Linked DNA regions of Rattus norvegicus: region 1 is linked to region 2. Evidence: chromatin contacts called from public Hi-C data. All regions are on one chromosome and are shown on one strand. The core of a region is the stretch at or near the end of the contact, and the rest is flanking DNA. Distances in the headings are between cores, read along the strand shown.

What was found. Hi-C and Micro-C count contacts between places; a contact is called where the count stands out from the background.
Region 1: a contact with region 2 is called in a Hi-C map of the Rat2 cell line, with 7 times the contacts expected there. The contact joins two enhancer-like sites. A contact is called at or near these places in 6 of 12 Hi-C or Micro-C datasets (the A7r5 cell line, the Rat2 cell line, Schwann cells and 3 more).

The regions. Positions count from the first base shown.
Region 1 is chr1:139,019,050-139,022,111 of GRCr8, forward strand. It overlaps Akap13 (A-kinase anchoring protein 13), which reads left to right. Exons shown (of 38, transcript NM_001106271.3): 34 at 153-197; 35 at 3,003-3,053. Among named protein-coding and RNA genes, the nearest start is that of Fam24al1, 44 kb to the right of the region's middle. Within about 2 kb of position 1,277, at least 9 of the 93 cell types and tissues checked have an H3K27ac peak or open chromatin away from gene starts, as enhancers often do.
Region 2 is chr1:138,828,693-138,831,465 of GRCr8, forward strand. All of the region lies in intron 3 of Akap13 (A-kinase anchoring protein 13), which reads left to right. Among named protein-coding and RNA genes, the nearest start is that of Akap13, 110 kb to the left of the region's middle. Within about 2 kb of position 1,324, at least 24 of the 93 cell types and tissues checked have an H3K27ac peak or open chromatin away from gene starts, as enhancers often do.

The DNA.
Region 1 (3,062 bases), core at 27-2,526, 190 kb after region 2:
CAGTTCAACTTCTCTTCATGCCCTCTGTGGGGATACTGTGGTAGAAAAGAAGGAAAGCCAGAAGTACAATGTAACTTTTTAGTTATATTGAGTATAGTTTTTACATCAAAATTTTCGTTTGTTTTTTTATGCATTTTTTTGTTGTTTTATAGGGTGGAAATGCTAACCTGGTATTTATGCTTAAAAGAAACAGTGAGGTAAGGATTCTATGAGCGGTTTTAGAATATTTATTGGATTAAGAATACTTTTGTTTTCCCATTATATGTATCTTATAGCTAATAAAATGAGTAACTGAGAGTATAGTTGTCCATCTCTTGGCTTAAGCCACTGTCCTGATGTTTTGCCAGAACGTTATATCCTATGAATGAAGAACTCTCTGATTGACTCTTCTATTTTACCTTTTTTGTTTTGTTTTGTTTCTTGGTTGGTTGGTTGGTTGGTTGGTTGGTTGGTTGATATTTTTGTTGGGTTGGGTTGGGATGGGATGGGTTGGGTTAGTGGGGTTTGTTGAGACAGAGTCTCATTATGTAGCTCTAGCTGTTCTGGAATTCACTGTGACCTCAGAGATCTGCCCTCCTCTGCCTCCTGAATACTGGGATTAAAGGTTGTGTGCCACCGCTGAAAGGAAAGGAAGATTTTCTTTTCTTCTGATGCCTTTTGCTTTTGTCCAACCTTGTCTTTACAAGAGCTGGGGAGCCCCCCTAGCATCAGTCAGTGCCCACTAGGTAGAATTTGTAGCAGCTTTTCCTGTAATACAGAAATCCTAGGGGCCACGAGTCTGGAGTATGGGGGTTAAATTTGAAGCGAATTCTCTCAGTAAGTTCTTATCCTAGCTGACTTTGCCTCTTGCAACCCTTCCTTTCCTGCAAGAGAGCCTGGTGGCCTGGGGTGGGCTGTGTGCCGCCCCTTGCCTCCCTGGAGCCTGCTGTCACTAAGCCCCGCCCCAGAGGCCTGTCGGACCCGACAAGTGCTGGTGCTGAGCCTTGCATCTGTGTGTTCTGCACACTTGAACCCATGCCTTTTTAGGGTGTTTTTCAAAGCTATTCCTTGTCTTTCCTTCTTTCTTGTTGTTGCATTTATTATATTATCTTAAACCCCTGAGAGTTTTGTTTTGAAATTGTGAACTACTTCCTCCTCCCCTTGCTCCCTGCAAAAATCCAGAGGATGTTGTTTTGTTTGTTGCTTGAGGAGTTTGCTGAAGGACTGCCGTGCTATAACCTGGGCCAAGGCCCTGTGGGCTGCTGCTCCTCTCTGAATCTGTCTCAGGGGCAGGGCTTGGTGACAGCAGGCTCCAGGGAGACAAGGAGCAACACACACCTCACCCCAGGATCTGATTTCCCCACAGGGAGGACACCAGGCTGTCTTGCAGGAAAGGAAGTTCTCTGTGTTTAGGGAAGGAGTCTGGTGGGAAATAGTGTGTCTGGCTTTCACCCTGTGACAGCCAGCTGCAGTCAGCAGGTTTTTGTGCCCCCTGTTATAATGTGAGCGATAAGAAAGGTTTCTCGGAAGGAAGCTTAAGTATTATAAAAAGAAAAATGTGAAGACTAATAACATAAGTCATCTAAATCCAGGCATCATTGAAGAGCAATGACTGTTATATCTTCCCAAGTTAGACCGTCCAGAGGTCTCTCAATGCCCCAGTGCCATTTTCCCAAGGCACAGTAGCAAGGCCTGCTGAGGGACAGGTGCATCCTAATTACTTCTGTCCCGTCCTACAGTTGAATTGAATCTGTCTGGTGGTTAATCCTTCTCTACTTCTTTTGCACATTGCATTTGTTACACAGCTCTTCTGTTCTCCCTGCCATGCCTTATTACTGCATGACATGGGGTAGTGTATCCAGCCAGGCACCTCTGTCCTCGGTTCTCTGTGCAGCATTGAGGGCTACCATCTTTAAATTGGCACTTGGTTGGCTTGATAGTTTCAGATAACATTTTTTGATTTGTGTACCTGTACAATGTGGTTTGAAGCCAGAGCCTCAAGCATTGAGGTATACTTCTAGCCCCTGAATACTTTTTAATGTTTTATGTAATTGGCTATTTGTATTTCTTTTATAAATTGATAATTTGTGTTTCTGAACTATATTTCTTATTTTCCCTTTTATTTTCTTCTAGGTCTTTTATGGGATTTTTTTCCTTTTTATTATTTTGTTGTCAGGGGTTTTTTATTATTATTTATTTATTTATTTTATGTATGTGAGTACACTGTAGCTATCTCCAGACACACCAGAAGAGGGCATCGGATCCCATTACAGATGGTTGTGAGCCACCATGTGGGTTGTTGGGATTTGAACTCCGGACCTTTAGAAGAGCAGTCAGTGCTCTTAACACTGAGCCATCTCTCCAGCCCCCTTTCTTATTATTTTACTGTATATGTGTGGAAGCTTTGCCTACATGTAAGTTTGTGAACTACTTGCAACTACCTACATGTAGTACCTGCATAGGCCAGCAGAGGGCAGTGTATCCCTGAACCGAGTTACTCAGTTGCGAGCTGTCATGTGGGCATTTGGAATAGAGCCCAGGTCCTCTGGAAGAGCAGCCAATGCTCTAAAGAGCCATCTCTCCAGCTCTTACACTTGTAATTTCAATGGGCTACATTGTATTTTGGTGAAGTTTATGTATGAGCCAAGGTTGCTAACTTTTTAAGTTTTCCAGAAATGACAGTTTTCTTAGAGAAGTTAATTGAACATGTTTCCTTTGGCTTTGATCATTCATAAAATTAATATAAATTTTAAGGGAATTTTTTTAACTTTGGCTAAGTACTATTTTTATGTTAATCATTTTATGAAGTGGAAGCTTTGTGTAGTACCTTTTATAGGGGAATACACATGTGCACATGCACATATCATTAATCTTGGCTGCTTGCACTCAGTTACTCTTGGTTCTTTCAGTTTTCAAAGATTTCGTTAAAATGTAATTTGTGTTGTGTTCTAACGATGTGACCATGTGATGTGGTAGATTCGGGCGCTCAGAAACACTGAAATGAATGTTTATTCCTTTGCTAGCAGGTTGTCCAGAGCATTGTGCACCTCCACGAGCTCCTTACCATGCTGCAGGTATGTGTG
Region 2 (2,773 bases), core at 74-2,573:
AACGACATAAAAGATCACTTACAAGTCATCAGGGCCCTGCTGTTAGATGAAGCTACTGGATGCTATATCCCTCGGCCTGTCAACATCTGAAGATGCACTGATTTGTGTTTTGGGCTGAGTTTTTTTCCTTAGTCACTCTTCCTTTACAGTTGACAGTTGGACCAGTTTTCACCAGAATTCAGAAGAGTGCACTTTGGGAATACTCCAAATAGTATTGATAGCATTGTTATTTCTCATTAAAGAATAAAATTGATGTGGCTCATATGCCAGCATGTTCTAGTGCTCCCCTTTGTTGGTAGAGGTGGTGTTAAAATTGTTAACTTTATGAAGCACTTGGAGTATTGGATCTTACTGTGCCAGATAAGTCTGCCAGTCTTTTTATTCCTATAAATTGACTTAATGTACAGTGCTATAAAATTATGAAAATTATGCCATGCAGAGAACTGAGATTATAGCATTTTGTTATATTTTTACCTGCTTTGGGATTTATTAAGATTTCAGACAGTTACTAGAAATGTATTTCCCAAATATAAAAAAGTCAGCTGTGTTAGAGATAGTGAGTTCTTTCCTAAAGAATATTAGGTATTTATAACGCAAGCCTCCAGCCATCTTATTTCCTGTGGATGCATATCATATCAGAAGCGCTGATCTGGACATTGGGGGGTCTGTTCTCTAGGTACCATTCAGTATTTCCATTGTTAACTCATTCCCTCTTAGGGAAGGGAGAAGGGGTTCTCTATTTATGACTAAAATACCCCCCCAAGCATACACACACTGTGTGTGTGTGTGTGTGTGTGTGTGTGTGTGTGTGTGTGTGTGTGTGTTCGTGTGTTCGTGTGTTTCCAGGAACACTCTCTGTGGGTGTGCATTTGTGTTTCTTGATTCTGAATAATGTTGCCCTGGTGATCTAATCCGACCAGAATCAGCATTGTTCTCTGATAACTCTTCTTGTCATTCTTGACCCATCCATTCCCTTGTAGCTCAGAATACTGGATTTTTTCTATTTATCAGCTTTTCCCTTACCTAAGTCTTCTATTCTCTATCATGGTTCAAATTTTCTTCCCCCAGTAGCCTCATTATTCCTCCACTCAGCTAATTTTATAAAGATTTCTGATAGGAAGTGCCCAGTTACGGCAGAGTTCAAAAGGACCCTTGTGTACGCACTGGAGGGTAGGGACAGTTAGGCATCACTTTAGTGTGTAGATCTTTTTGTACTCTGGATGGTGTGTGAGAAACTGGAGGAGGCTCCCACGTGGATCCCTCTGCTCTGGTCATCATGGCTGAGACTTTTTGTTTACTTGCCTCTGAGCTGCTGTCATTTGGATGCCTTCAACATTTCGTAATGGAGGAGCAGAGATGGATAGTCAAGGCTGTGGGTCGGGTGCAGACCCCAAACAGCTTTAAACACTTGTTCATTATCATGGGATTAGCCTTGTACCCTAGGATCAAGCTGGCTTCAGTCTGCTCTTGCGGTCATCTTAGACTTCTGTTTTCCCTTCCCTTAGGTGTACTTCCTCAGCATGCTCTTCTAAAAACAGTACAGTGCGTCTGCACCTGTCCTACTTCCTGGCCTTGCTCTATGTTTACTGTTCATTCAGCCTCTCACACACTGTATGTTTAGCCCATTTCCCTTTTGTTTCCGGTAAAGTGTCAGCTTCATAAGGGCAAGGGTTTGTTTTCACCTGGGTATGCTAATTCAGCATTTCTAGGTGCCTGGTGGACATTGCACCTGAGCAGACATTCTAGAAAGGTGCCTGTCTTACCCTCCCTTCCTTCCCGCTTCCCTCTTTGGGGAACTACAAAAGGAGTTTTTTGGTTTTTTTGTTTTTTGAGTTGAATTCTTAGCCTGTCACCACATCTGTGTTCTCTTTCCGTAGGTGACTTTGATGGTTTCAGTGTATTAGTCAATGATAGTGATAGCCTCTGACTTCCTGTCTGTCGAGGGCCAGCCTGTGTGTCAGCCCATCAAGATTCTTGATAGAAGTCTGCACAGTGCTTTGGCATTGCAGGTTCTGGATAAATACTCACTGTCTTTTTTTTTTTTTTTTTTTTTTATGAGCAGGTGTTCTTGATAGGGATTTCTCTGTGCCCTTTCTGCTTATTCAAGGGCGAGCTCTGCCATTTCCAGTCACATGAGTTCTAAGAAGAAGACCTTTGTGCCTTGTTCTCCCTTTTAATGTCATGCTTTATTCAGATAGCTGGCTTTGGTTTTTCTTTGAGTTCTCTGTATGATTCATTGTGTTTTGTTACATTTAGTTCTTACTCAAACCAGATGATTGATTGACCTTCAGAAAGCAACCACATTTTGATGCGAGTCTGTAAACTTTTATCAAATATTTTCTGTAAATAGGTTGAAAAAATGAGACATTTCTAAATTATAGAAAAATTTTTACATCATGAAAAACAGTGATAACCATCCTCCTCTTCTAATGTCTGTATTTTGGGGGAAGAGGTCTTTTGAGAGGATCTCACGGTCACCAGGCACTCACCTTTGAGCACTGACATTACATGGATGAACCACCGTGACTGCCTCATTTTCTCCTTAATGTGTATATTTCTGATAAGTATCTCACAATAAAAAGAGATTATAAAGCAGGAGGACTAGGAGGCTGAGACCATCCTCAGCCACATAACAAGTTTGAGAATGATCCAGGCTACATGAGATCCTGTATCAAAAGTGAAAAGGAGACTATAAAGAAGTTGTAAGGGGGTTGGGGATTTGGCTCAGTGGTAGAGCGCTTACCTAGGAAGCGCAAGGTCCTGGGTTCGGTCC